Regions from separate parts of the Mus musculus genome. Here region 2 is linked to region 1. Evidence: chromatin contacts called from public Hi-C data. All regions are on one chromosome and are shown on one strand. Each heading gives the region's core, a stretch centred on a gene start, on an enhancer-like site or on the middle of the called end of the contact. The rest is flanking DNA. Distances are from core to core; before and after follow the strand shown. Region 1 overlaps Alcam (activated leukocyte cell adhesion molecule). Region 2 overlaps Alcam (activated leukocyte cell adhesion molecule).

The links. Hi-C and Micro-C count contacts between places; a contact is called where the count stands out from the background.
Region 2: a contact with region 1 is called in a Hi-C map of the CH12 cell line. The contact joins two enhancer-like sites. A contact is called at or near these places in 1 of 15 datasets of contacts at CTCF or cohesin (CD8 T cells), 43 of 484 Hi-C or Micro-C datasets (B cells, the C10 cell line, the C2C12 cell line and 32 more) and 9 of 115 datasets of contacts at active chromatin or transcription factors (PVALB interneurons, VIP interneurons, bone marrow-derived dendritic cells and 6 more).

What each region holds. Positions count from the first base shown.
Region 1 is chr16:52,309,717-52,314,777 of GRCm38.p6, reverse strand. It overlaps Alcam (activated leukocyte cell adhesion molecule), which reads left to right. Exons shown (of 16, transcript NM_009655.3): 2 at 4,866-4,966. Among named protein-coding and RNA genes, the nearest start is that of Gm32597, 19 kb to the left of the region's middle. Within about 2 kb of position 3,492, at least 8 of the 459 cell types and tissues checked have an H3K27ac peak or open chromatin away from gene starts, as enhancers often do. A contact at or near this core is called in the CH12 cell line, where this site is marked.
Region 2 is chr16:52,431,108-52,436,362 of GRCm38.p6, reverse strand. The region is part of intron 1 of Alcam (activated leukocyte cell adhesion molecule); the gene reads left to right. Among named protein-coding and RNA genes, the nearest start is that of Alcam, 19 kb to the left of the region's middle. Within about 2 kb of position 2,947, at least 18 of the 459 cell types and tissues checked have an H3K27ac peak or open chromatin away from gene starts, as enhancers often do. A contact at or near this core is called in the CH12 cell line, where this site is marked.

The DNA.
Region 1 (5,061 bases), core at 2,243-4,742:
TGTTTTTGAGCTGCTATGTATCAGAATTATCTTGTCAAGAAGTTTTTTAAAAAACTTTGTTTATTACATTTTACTTACTTTCCAGTTCTATTGTTTTGGTTTTGATGATTGTTTGTTTGTTTGTTTGTATGTTTTTCAGATAATAGCACCTTTAAAAAAGTGTTTTGATTATACCCTGCTTCTCAGGCATAAAAAAAATTATGTTATTTTATGTCAGGACATTTTGCAAGCTATTGTGTTCATCAAAGTTTCTTGAATTGGCACATTTCATACAGTTCTAATCCAGTGAAACTGCATGTATATGCAAGACATGGGCTGAGTATACAAGCACATAATGGGTTAGAAATGGGATTGCTGTTGTTACAATGCTTATCCAGCGTGCACGAGAGCCTGAGTTAAGAAGAAACTGGGTACCATGGCTCATATGAGTGTTTGTAGTATCAGCACCAGGAAGGTAGGAATAGATGTATCTCTTGTGCTTCCTGACCATACCTGTTTAGTTTTAGTCCCCTGTGAGATAGTGGCATCGTAAAATGATCAGTGGCACCTGAAGAAAGACACTTGAAATTGTCCTTTATCCTTCAGATATACACATCCATTCGCACAGAGATACAACTGCAGGCACAAATAACATATACACACACGTGGATATGGATGCTCATATACATATTGTGCACATCCACAGTCTACTATGTTATGTTGTAAGTTCAGCATCTTAATGAAATATCTGACAGACAGTTTGTATTTTTAATAGTGCCAAATAATCTGTAGAGCACAAAATTCAATAATTTAGTTAATGACTATTACAGGAAGGAAACTGCGGGAGAATTCTAGTAAGCCAAACTCAATTTTCAGATCTGGTAGTTTAAAGATAAAAGGCTTTTTCTTCTATGAAAGGTGCAAACAGAATCACTCAGGGTGATGGGTTTTTCCCTGTCTTGCTGCCCCTTCTGGACATCTCTAGGCGTTAGGACGCTAATTCATTATCAAATCACCACGGTCTCTATAGTTACTGTATCTCTAGGAGGTTAAACACCTTAGCTCTCCCGCCGAGGCACACCCTGCATCTTTCACACAGATGAAACAGGAAGTCATACGACCTTAGTAGAAGCAAGTTGATGGCTGTAGCCAACTAGAAAATTGATCCCAACATAAGCATTATTATGGCTCATCACATGATCCAATGTACTTATCCTTTTCTGAGTCTGTGGAACAGAGATTCTGTCTCTGACTGTTTGTCTTTCTCTGTTGTCCCTGATTCTGTCATGTGTCTTATTTCCTTTGAATTTCTTCTTTCATTAGAGTCCTGCCCTAGCTGAATTCAATTTGGCATTGTCACTATAAGATGTGACCCCTGAGTTGTCAAAACAGTTGAAGTGTCAACACTTTGCTTTGTGGTCTCACGAGATGCATCATCTGTAAATCAGAGAGCAGAAATAGTTCTTAAACTTGCGGGAGATGGAAGAGAGGCTTCCATGAACTACCATGAAATGTATTTGTTTTCATGTTTTGGTTTTTTTTTCTCCTCAAGACAATAGATAACAACAACAACAACAACAACAACAAAAAATCCATGTTCTCAGCCCATGCAAAATATAATGCTTTTAGAATATGGTGAAGCAATAAGAATACCTCAAAGTTCCATTGCTATAAGTTATTTCTAATTTCCAAATATATTAGATAAGTAAAATGAAAAGGATGTCACCACATTCAAATGATAAACCATTTTACTAAATTTCTTTTTTTTTCCATTTTTTATTAGGTATTTAGCTCATTTACATTTCCAATGCTATTTACTAAATTTCTTAAGTATCAGAATATGGAGTTTAAAAATGCTTGTTGTTTTCTCTGCCACTATTGTGCTCTGATCATGGTAATAATACAAGATATACTTCAGATTCATGCAACTTTAAAATCTGACATAAAATCTGGCATATGTATAGAACATTAATCTTCCATGAGGGTAGAAGAGAAGAATAGTATCTGGGAAGATCAGTGATCAACATTTTGGGAAAGGCCTTTGCTTGCTTACCTTATGAAGGATGGACATCAAGGGATCCTGAGCTCTCTGCAAACTGCATTGCTTGGTCTACCTTGGAATCAGCACCAATTGTCAAAAGAAGGTGTTCTATAAAAACGTGAGCCAATTATCAGGGTGCAACCTGTCACAGATGAAGGTGAAATGCCAATCCACCATCACATGCAAGTGCTTTACTGTAAAAGGTGAGATCACACGTCACCTGTGGCTTTGTTGATCTTCATTATCAATGCTTAGCCACAAATTAAAATACATGCTAAAATTACCACATGCAGGAACCTGATAGAGAAAACCAGAGCTGTGTCCTATTAGAACAGCCTATTCAAGGTTAATATGCCTGTTAGGGATCACACATATAAAAGTCCAGTATTTGGGAGTCAAAGGTGTTGGAAGACACCAAGAGACCAAGGCTCACTGAATCAACTAAGCAGGGGTCACATGGGCCCATGGAGATGAAGCAGCAGGTACGGGGCCTGTGTGAGTTTGCACCAGGTCCTCTGCATGCGTGTTATGGGTGTTTGCTTGGTGGTTTTTTGTGGGACCTCTAACAGTGGAAGCCGGCATACGTCTTTTGCATGCTGTTTGGACTCTTCTGCTCCTATTGACCTGCCTTGTTCAGCCTTGAGATGAGGGCGCTCATCTTGTCTTATTGTATCTTATTTTGTCCAGTTTGGCTGTCGTTTTGGAGGTTTGTTCTTTTCTGAAAAAGAAAAGGAAGGAGAGTGGATCTGGGGGAGGTTGGGGAGGTAGGAGGAATGGAGGGATGGGTAACTGTAATTGGGATGTATTGTATGAAAGAAAAATCTATTTTCAATTTTTTTAAAAAATTATAAAATAGCAAAGAAAGTCCAGTATTAGAGTTGGTGTGCTCATTTGCCTGTATGCCTGAAGCCCTGGGTTTAATCCTCAGCATTGCAAAATATATGAAATAAAAACTAGAGTAAAATACTATTTATTCTTTTATGATCCTCTGATATCCGATGGTTTAATGTCAAAGGGAGTAATAATCTGAGCATGAGGAAAACAAAATTATGGGAAAGTTTTAAGGTTATTTTAACAGATCCTGGGTATACGGTGAACAATTGTATGTATTTTTTCATTTTCAAATACAAAATGGAAATACAGTCTCGTTGCTTCTGCATACTATCCTGTATCTTTACAGTGGTAAAAAGTTCTTGAACAGTTTGTGCTACCCAGTGGCTCCTTCTATTCTTGTTCACAGAGACGTATTTAGAGAGGAAGTAGCCTCTTGAGCATTTGAATTTTAGAATAGGAATTGTGTCACCTCCCTTCCTTAATAACATTAGTGATTTCTATCCCGGTGTAAAGCTCTTATGTATACCGTACAGTGAATGGGTAACCGGGAAAGGTACCGTCTATTCACCCACGGGTGCTCCAGTTCAGAAAGTCCCAAGATGGTTTTATTTATTGTGTGTTGCGGGCTGCCTTAGCTTTGCCCTTGAGCACCACCTGCTGGACGAAATAACCTCTGCTTATGCTTTCCCCCTGCAGATTAGAATAGCCCCTTCATGCTCTCTACCACCTAGGGTATTCCTTACTGGATATCCACCCACGAGCTTCGTAAACCTTAAAGAGCTCTGTAAACCTGAGAAGTTGAGGTGTCTGAGATGTTTCCTTGCTACTATTGGCAATGCAAGTATCAAAGTAGATTTTTTTTTCTTTTTAGTGAGCACATATGAGTTTTGCGTATTTAGAGAGTAGGATGTGATGTGTGTCTACAGGTATACATGCTATGATCTGATGGAATCAGGATAAAGGGCAGTTCTGTTGCTTCATATGGATTCATATTTGTAAGCGGCTCTCATCCAGTTCCTTGTAAAGCATATGGCACACCGCTGGGCTCCTCAGGACTGGATGTTACCCCTCTTATCGGTTGCTTGTTTGTTTTGATCTGTTTATTTTAATCATCCTTCTACCCATCCCTCTTCCTCTTTCTAGGTTATGTAATTACTAATGCATTTTCACACTGACCTTGAAGGAAGACCGTAAAGAGTTTGTTTTTTTCTGTCCGTAAAGTCTTAAAGTTTTTCAAAACTCCAGGATTATAAATAGATACAAAAAATATTTTACGTTCCTAGTCAAAATTATTCTTTTCACATTGTAATTTTTTATTACTTAGCTCATTAAAGGATGAAATGACCCGTTTCTTTTTTTGTGTACCAGACTAACAAACAACATTTTAAATTAGATTGATGCCCTAATGCAGCAGCTAACCACTTTGTGAATAATTCCTTGTGAGAACAGAATTTTTGTACTATAATTTTAGCATATTAATGTTTTATGAAAAGTTAAAATTTAGTAGGAATTTTGTCTATAAAATCAGCTACTTGAGCCAGGCGTGGTGGCACACGCCTTTAATCCCAGCACTCAGGAGGCAGAGGCAGGCAGATTTCTGAGTTCAAGGCCAGCCTGGTCTACAAAGTGAGTTCCAGGGCAGCCAGGGCTACACAGAGAAACCCTGTCTCAAAAAAACAGAAGAAAAAAGAAAAAAAATCAGCTACTTGAATACTAGCATTTCTCCATCTAGATAAAGTTGAAATTTGTTCTAACTTGAGCTATTTTTTTTTAAATCTTGTCACTTAATATTAATTTTCTAAGAGGTAAATTTGATAATCCGTTCCATGAAAATGTATTTCAAGCTATTTTGAGATCTTTGAACATGTTATTTCTGGCACAGCTTCATGTTTCTGTGAAATATATTCCTAGTAAGTACAGTGAAGAACATAATCAGCTTGTAAATTCTCCTGTATTCCTCTGCTATCGCTTCAGGACAATATTCAACATCTCTTTCCCCTTTTGCCCAAAGGCCTTGGATGGTACACTGTCAACTCAGCATATGGAGACACCATTGTCATGCCTTGCCGTCTCGATGTACCTCAGAACCTCATGTTTGGCAAATGGAAATATGTAAGTGTGAGCCTTCTGGGGCTTGGTGAATTGCCTCCAGCTTTTAAAATTCTCTCTCTCTCTTCTCTCTCTCTCTCTCTCTCTCTCTCTCTCTC
Region 2 (5,255 bases), core at 1,698-4,197, 120 kb before region 1:
GCTGTCTATTGTTGTTTTTACTTCCATTGTTATTAACATCTTTAGTAGAATGTTGTAGTATAATAGGCCTTCTAAGGAGAGGTTAGATATTCAATGTACTCAACCATAATAGGAAAGAAGGGGACTGGTACAAAGTAGAAAATTGTACTGTTATAATTATGTTTGTCCTTAGTTACTAAACTATAAAAAGTAAGAAAAACAGAGTGGCAGAATTATGTGCATTTCTTTGATGATACCAAACAAAGAGTGGAGGACATTCAAAAACAAACTCATTACATGTTTGCCTATACAAATCCCCCACATACACACACACACCACCACCAACACACAAAACAGTTACGTTTACTCATCAAAGGATGCCTGGGAATAAGTATTTCTTAACTCTAAAATATTTCATATCATTGTGATGTTTAAATTTTTCTATTCTTTAAAAAAACTATAAATATCAAAATTATTGTCAAAGTGTTACTACCAAGAGTATAGACAGCAATATTTTCTCCAGGACTAATGTATTTATTTTAAATTAAAAAAAAATCAGGACACATGTAGGTAGAATCCTGTAAATATTTTGATGACAAATCATACACATTTTTGTTACTTCTTTTTCCTTTCTTTCCTAAGACATGTGTTAACATTCTGACTTAAATTTAAAGACAGAATTGAAGTGATTCTTCATTTTCATAAGTATTTAAATATTTAGTCCTGTAAGATGGGGCTGCTTAGATGACTTTTTGATTGGTTAAGAGATTTGTAGATATTTAGCTGACAAGATATCATCAGAGAGAGAGAATAGCAGAACATAGATTCATCAATGTAAGAAGTTCCCCTGTGAGGTGATGTGCAAAGGCACTTGAGAAGAAAATGTAGGAAGTGGGGCTTTAAGCTTTGTATCTATGACTTCTGAGGCTAGTGCCACATTATGCCTAATGGAGTGGATTATTTGACACGTTTTTATCACTTTATTCCTGGAGAGATTTTCACTTAATTCATGCAATATTAATAATTAGACTTTGACCAAATTAACTGGTAGATAGCATGTGCTTACACAACCCAACGATGCTCCAATAAAGTGAGTTTTGACAATTCCCGATTTAAGTAAATTTGCTTAACATTGTTTAATCCTGTGCCTAACTTAAGATATTCTGAGAGCCAGTGTTTGAGAAACACCGTTTGCCGTGAACTATGTTACACAAGAAGATAGAGTGAACAGGTTTAGGGTTAGTTGGTTTCTAGTGTTTGAAGAATTGTATTTCTATATTATCAATTAAAAAAAGTAGAAAATCATATCAGCTAAAAATACAAGAAACCTAGCCTTCATTTCCATAAGAAGCATCTAAAGACTGTTGCATGACTTTTAGTTAAGATTGTCCAAGTCCTAATCATAAGCTCATTCAATCATTAATTTGGGGAAAATATTGCTATTATTGTTACTATCACTGTTATGATAATTGTCTGTTGAGTCAAATATGTTGCCCCACCTAAGTGAAGCCTAGGGTTTTCAAGAATGTACCTCACCACACAGCATACAGAGATATTGTATTGCTAAGCCATTTTTCTCAATCATACACCATTTCAAACCATAGCTATCTATATTATAAAATATTTGTCTTATTCTAACTTACTGTTTAAAGAGATGGAAGAGTGTTGTCTCATTTCTTTGTTGGAGATTCACTGGAGAAGTATTGCTGAGCTAAATACCATGACATCTAAAAATTCTTTTTTTTTAAATCATTTTATTTGTTTACATTTCAAATGATCCTCCTTCTCGGTTACCCCTCCACAACTCTGGAAGCTCTGGGTGGTCCTGTTAGTTGATATTGTTCTTTCTATGAGTCTGCAATCCCCTCAGCTCCTTCATTCCTTCCCCTAGCTCTTCCATTGGAGTCCCTAGGCTAAGTCCAATGGTTGGGTATGTGTATCTGCATCTGTACTGGTCAGGAGCTGGTAGAACCTCTCAGGGAATAGCCATAACAACAATGTTTTTTTGTTTGTTTGTTTTGTTTGTTTATTTTTAAATTCATATGGAATGTATGCATAACTCATCAGATGAAGAGAGACTTCATCTCTGGAACCTTTTAGAAACATAACTTACTAAACGGCTCTCGGATAATAGACAGTCTAAGGAGCCACTTCATTCTTTTTAGAATTTGCTTTAGCATTGAGAGATCCAAATTCCCCTGATTTCCAGACCTTCTTTTATGTCTGACATTTTGTTCACAGGTAAGGAAAATGCTAATCTGAAAGATATTAGACTTTAAAATATATGTCATCATGTTTATTAAGAAACAACCAAGAAACTGGATAAATATACATATATACCTGAAAGAAGGACAGTAAAATTAAGACAAGGTGTAAACTTGTACTTTTTAAAATTTAAAAAGTACAGCAAACACCTGCCTGGAGGTCATCAGCGATCCCAGCGTGCTTTAAGTGACATCACTAAGTCTTGAAACTGGGCTGATTCAAGTGAAAAGGTGCTTCCAAGTTATGAGCTGGGCTGCGTGTGTTCCAAAGCACTGTGGATCTGTTCAAATCACAAAACAAGTCTAACCGCACCTAAGCTAAACGAAATGCCTGTGTTTTTTACAGAACAGGTCAGTGTATTTTCTCAGCAGTACTGTGCCAGTGGCCAGCTGTTGTACTCTCAATGAACAGGCTAAGAGGTTGCCTGTAAAACATACACAGGTGGGAAAAGTCAGATTTATTTCTTAGATAATTGAAGAAACTTAAAAGTAGGGTACTGGGGGGCAGTTGGTTGCTTGTGTGCGTTCCACTGTTTCTCCATGGCTGCCCACGACGCGTGTCTCATTACCTGTGAGTTTATACCTCAGATATTAATTCATAAAATGGATGTGGGCGAGCTTAGGTCAGCTTAGGTGTCCTAAGACTTGAGTCTGCTGCAGAACACACAGTCCCAGCCTGTGAAAACATTGCCCACAGTTCTGGATAAATACCTACTCCCCACGCTTCTCTGAATTCCTCATTCCCCCTTCGGCAGACACATGGGCAGGTCTCTGCTTTGTCGTCACAGTTTACATTTACCGAGGTGTCAGAGAGTTCCTGAGATTCCTTCATGCCGTGCTGATTTATAAACCTGAACTGAAGAGAACGTTTTAGAGCTTGTCGGTATTCAGAGGGAGGAGAGGCCCTTGGTCTTGTGAAGATCATATGCCCCAGTACAGGGGAATGCCAGGGCCAGGAAGTGGGAGTGGGTGGGTTGGGGAGCAGGGCAGGGGGAGAGTACAGGGGGCTTTGGGGATAGCATTTGAAATGTAAATGAAGAAAGTATCTAATTAAAAAAAACACAAGCAAGCAAACAAACAGCACAAAGGAAACATTAAGCAAATTTCACAATGTACCCATAGACATAATGTTTCATACGTCACAGTTATAGGGTGTGCAAAAAGAACCACTCTTGTAGAGCTTCCTCGGCTATGCATGGATTCATTATCAAAGCAGCAGTGGTCTTTCCTTTCCCACCTTAATGTGAATTGTGGCCCTATGAAATCTGCATCAAGCCATTGTCTGTAATCTGGAGACCATTGTCTATAATCTGGAGAATCACCGCGTGCAGTCTGCAGTTTACAGTCGTTGTTTCGCCTGGACCCAACACAATGGCCTTGTCAGAAGTAGTGGTCATCTCATAACTGCTGAGGAAAATACAAATTTGATATGACTGACCATATTCCACGGATTTTGTTTTTGTTATTTCTCACTGTAATTATGATAATGAGAGTGGAAGAAACATACAAGCAAGGGACGCCATGGAAGCTAGAAGTGAGGTCTGGGGACCAAATTAGACCCCGGGGGCAGGAGCAGCATCAGCTTCCTTAGAACCTCCGCTCCCTTTATTTATCTGTCTTCACTCTTCCTGCGTGCGATCCCACCTGATCATACAGGAAAATGAGCTATTCACTTCTAAATTTAGCTTTTTTATTTTCCTTCTTACTTTAGAAAAGTAACCAATACATTTTGTCTGATTCCAAAGGCACAGGGGAAAGATTCTGATTGGCTCAACCTGAGTCAGGTGCTAGGAAAGACCAAACAATTGGAAAGGAAGCAGGGAGAGCTGGCAGGTTGCTATGCAAGTTTAAGAAAACCTGGAGAAGGGACAGCTGGGAAGACAAAATGGTTTAACAGAGTTATGAGGCAGCCACTGCCTGTAACTGCTGTGCTGGATAAAATGAGTGGGACATAGGGTCTGCTTCAAAATATTCAGGAGAACAACAGCCGAAGAAGAAGCCACTGAAGTACAATGCAAATAGAGAACTGGGTGTGGCAGTGTTTAGATTGAGAAGCTAAGAGATTTTTTACTTCTGGAATATTTGAGCGACATCAGTAACAACAAAAAACATGAGTGGGGTGAAAAAGAATGAAGAGGCAAGCTAAAGGGGAAGGGCTGCACTTGGAAATAAATAAAGACTGATTAAGTTTTAAAGTGAAGCAAAAACATGGTGGAAATCGTATCATAGGCTTAGTTGTCAGCAATAAAACCAAATGACACAGAGCACAGTTCAATAGCAGGCAAAGTCAAGTTGAATTCACTTGTGGCAGACGTGAGGAAGTTTTGGGTAATCACCATCAGCAGCAAGTAAGAGTGAAAATGAGATGGACCACAACTTCTCCAAGCACTGAGCTTGTGTATCTGTTTCTTTTCCTCCTTCATTCATAAGCATGGTATCATTCATTATTGACATGGCCTACTCCACAGAGAACATTCAAAGAGAAGAGATTGTACTAATGTCTTAATAGTTTTAGGGTTTCTTTAATAATAGGTGAAGTGGATATATATATATATATATGCATATATAATATACATATCATATAAAATTTTATATGCCTTGAGAGACTATTAAAGAGTTTGTATGGTTTCTGTTTGTGGAGTTTAATCTTACTTTTAATTTATGTCATCAAGTCCCCCATTGTAAATGAATTTTCTTATAATAATGTTTTTGTTAGGTTCTATCAAGTGGTGTGCTAGAGAGGAATCGTAATACTTTGCCCAACCCATTTTCTTCAGAAGATTATAATGCAAGCAAAACTAAAGTGTGTCTCCCAAAGTTGTCCTTTGTGAAATGAGGATAGCCAGCGCATCACCCCTCATGCATTCTAAAGGTTGCTCTTGCTTTTCTTCCAGCATTTAGCTGGAAATGTAAGTAGAGACTTCATAAAGGCACATCCTCGTTCTTTCATTCTCTTTTTTTGCTCATTCTTTATAAACATTGCTTTGGGAAAGTAAACCACAAATTTTGCAG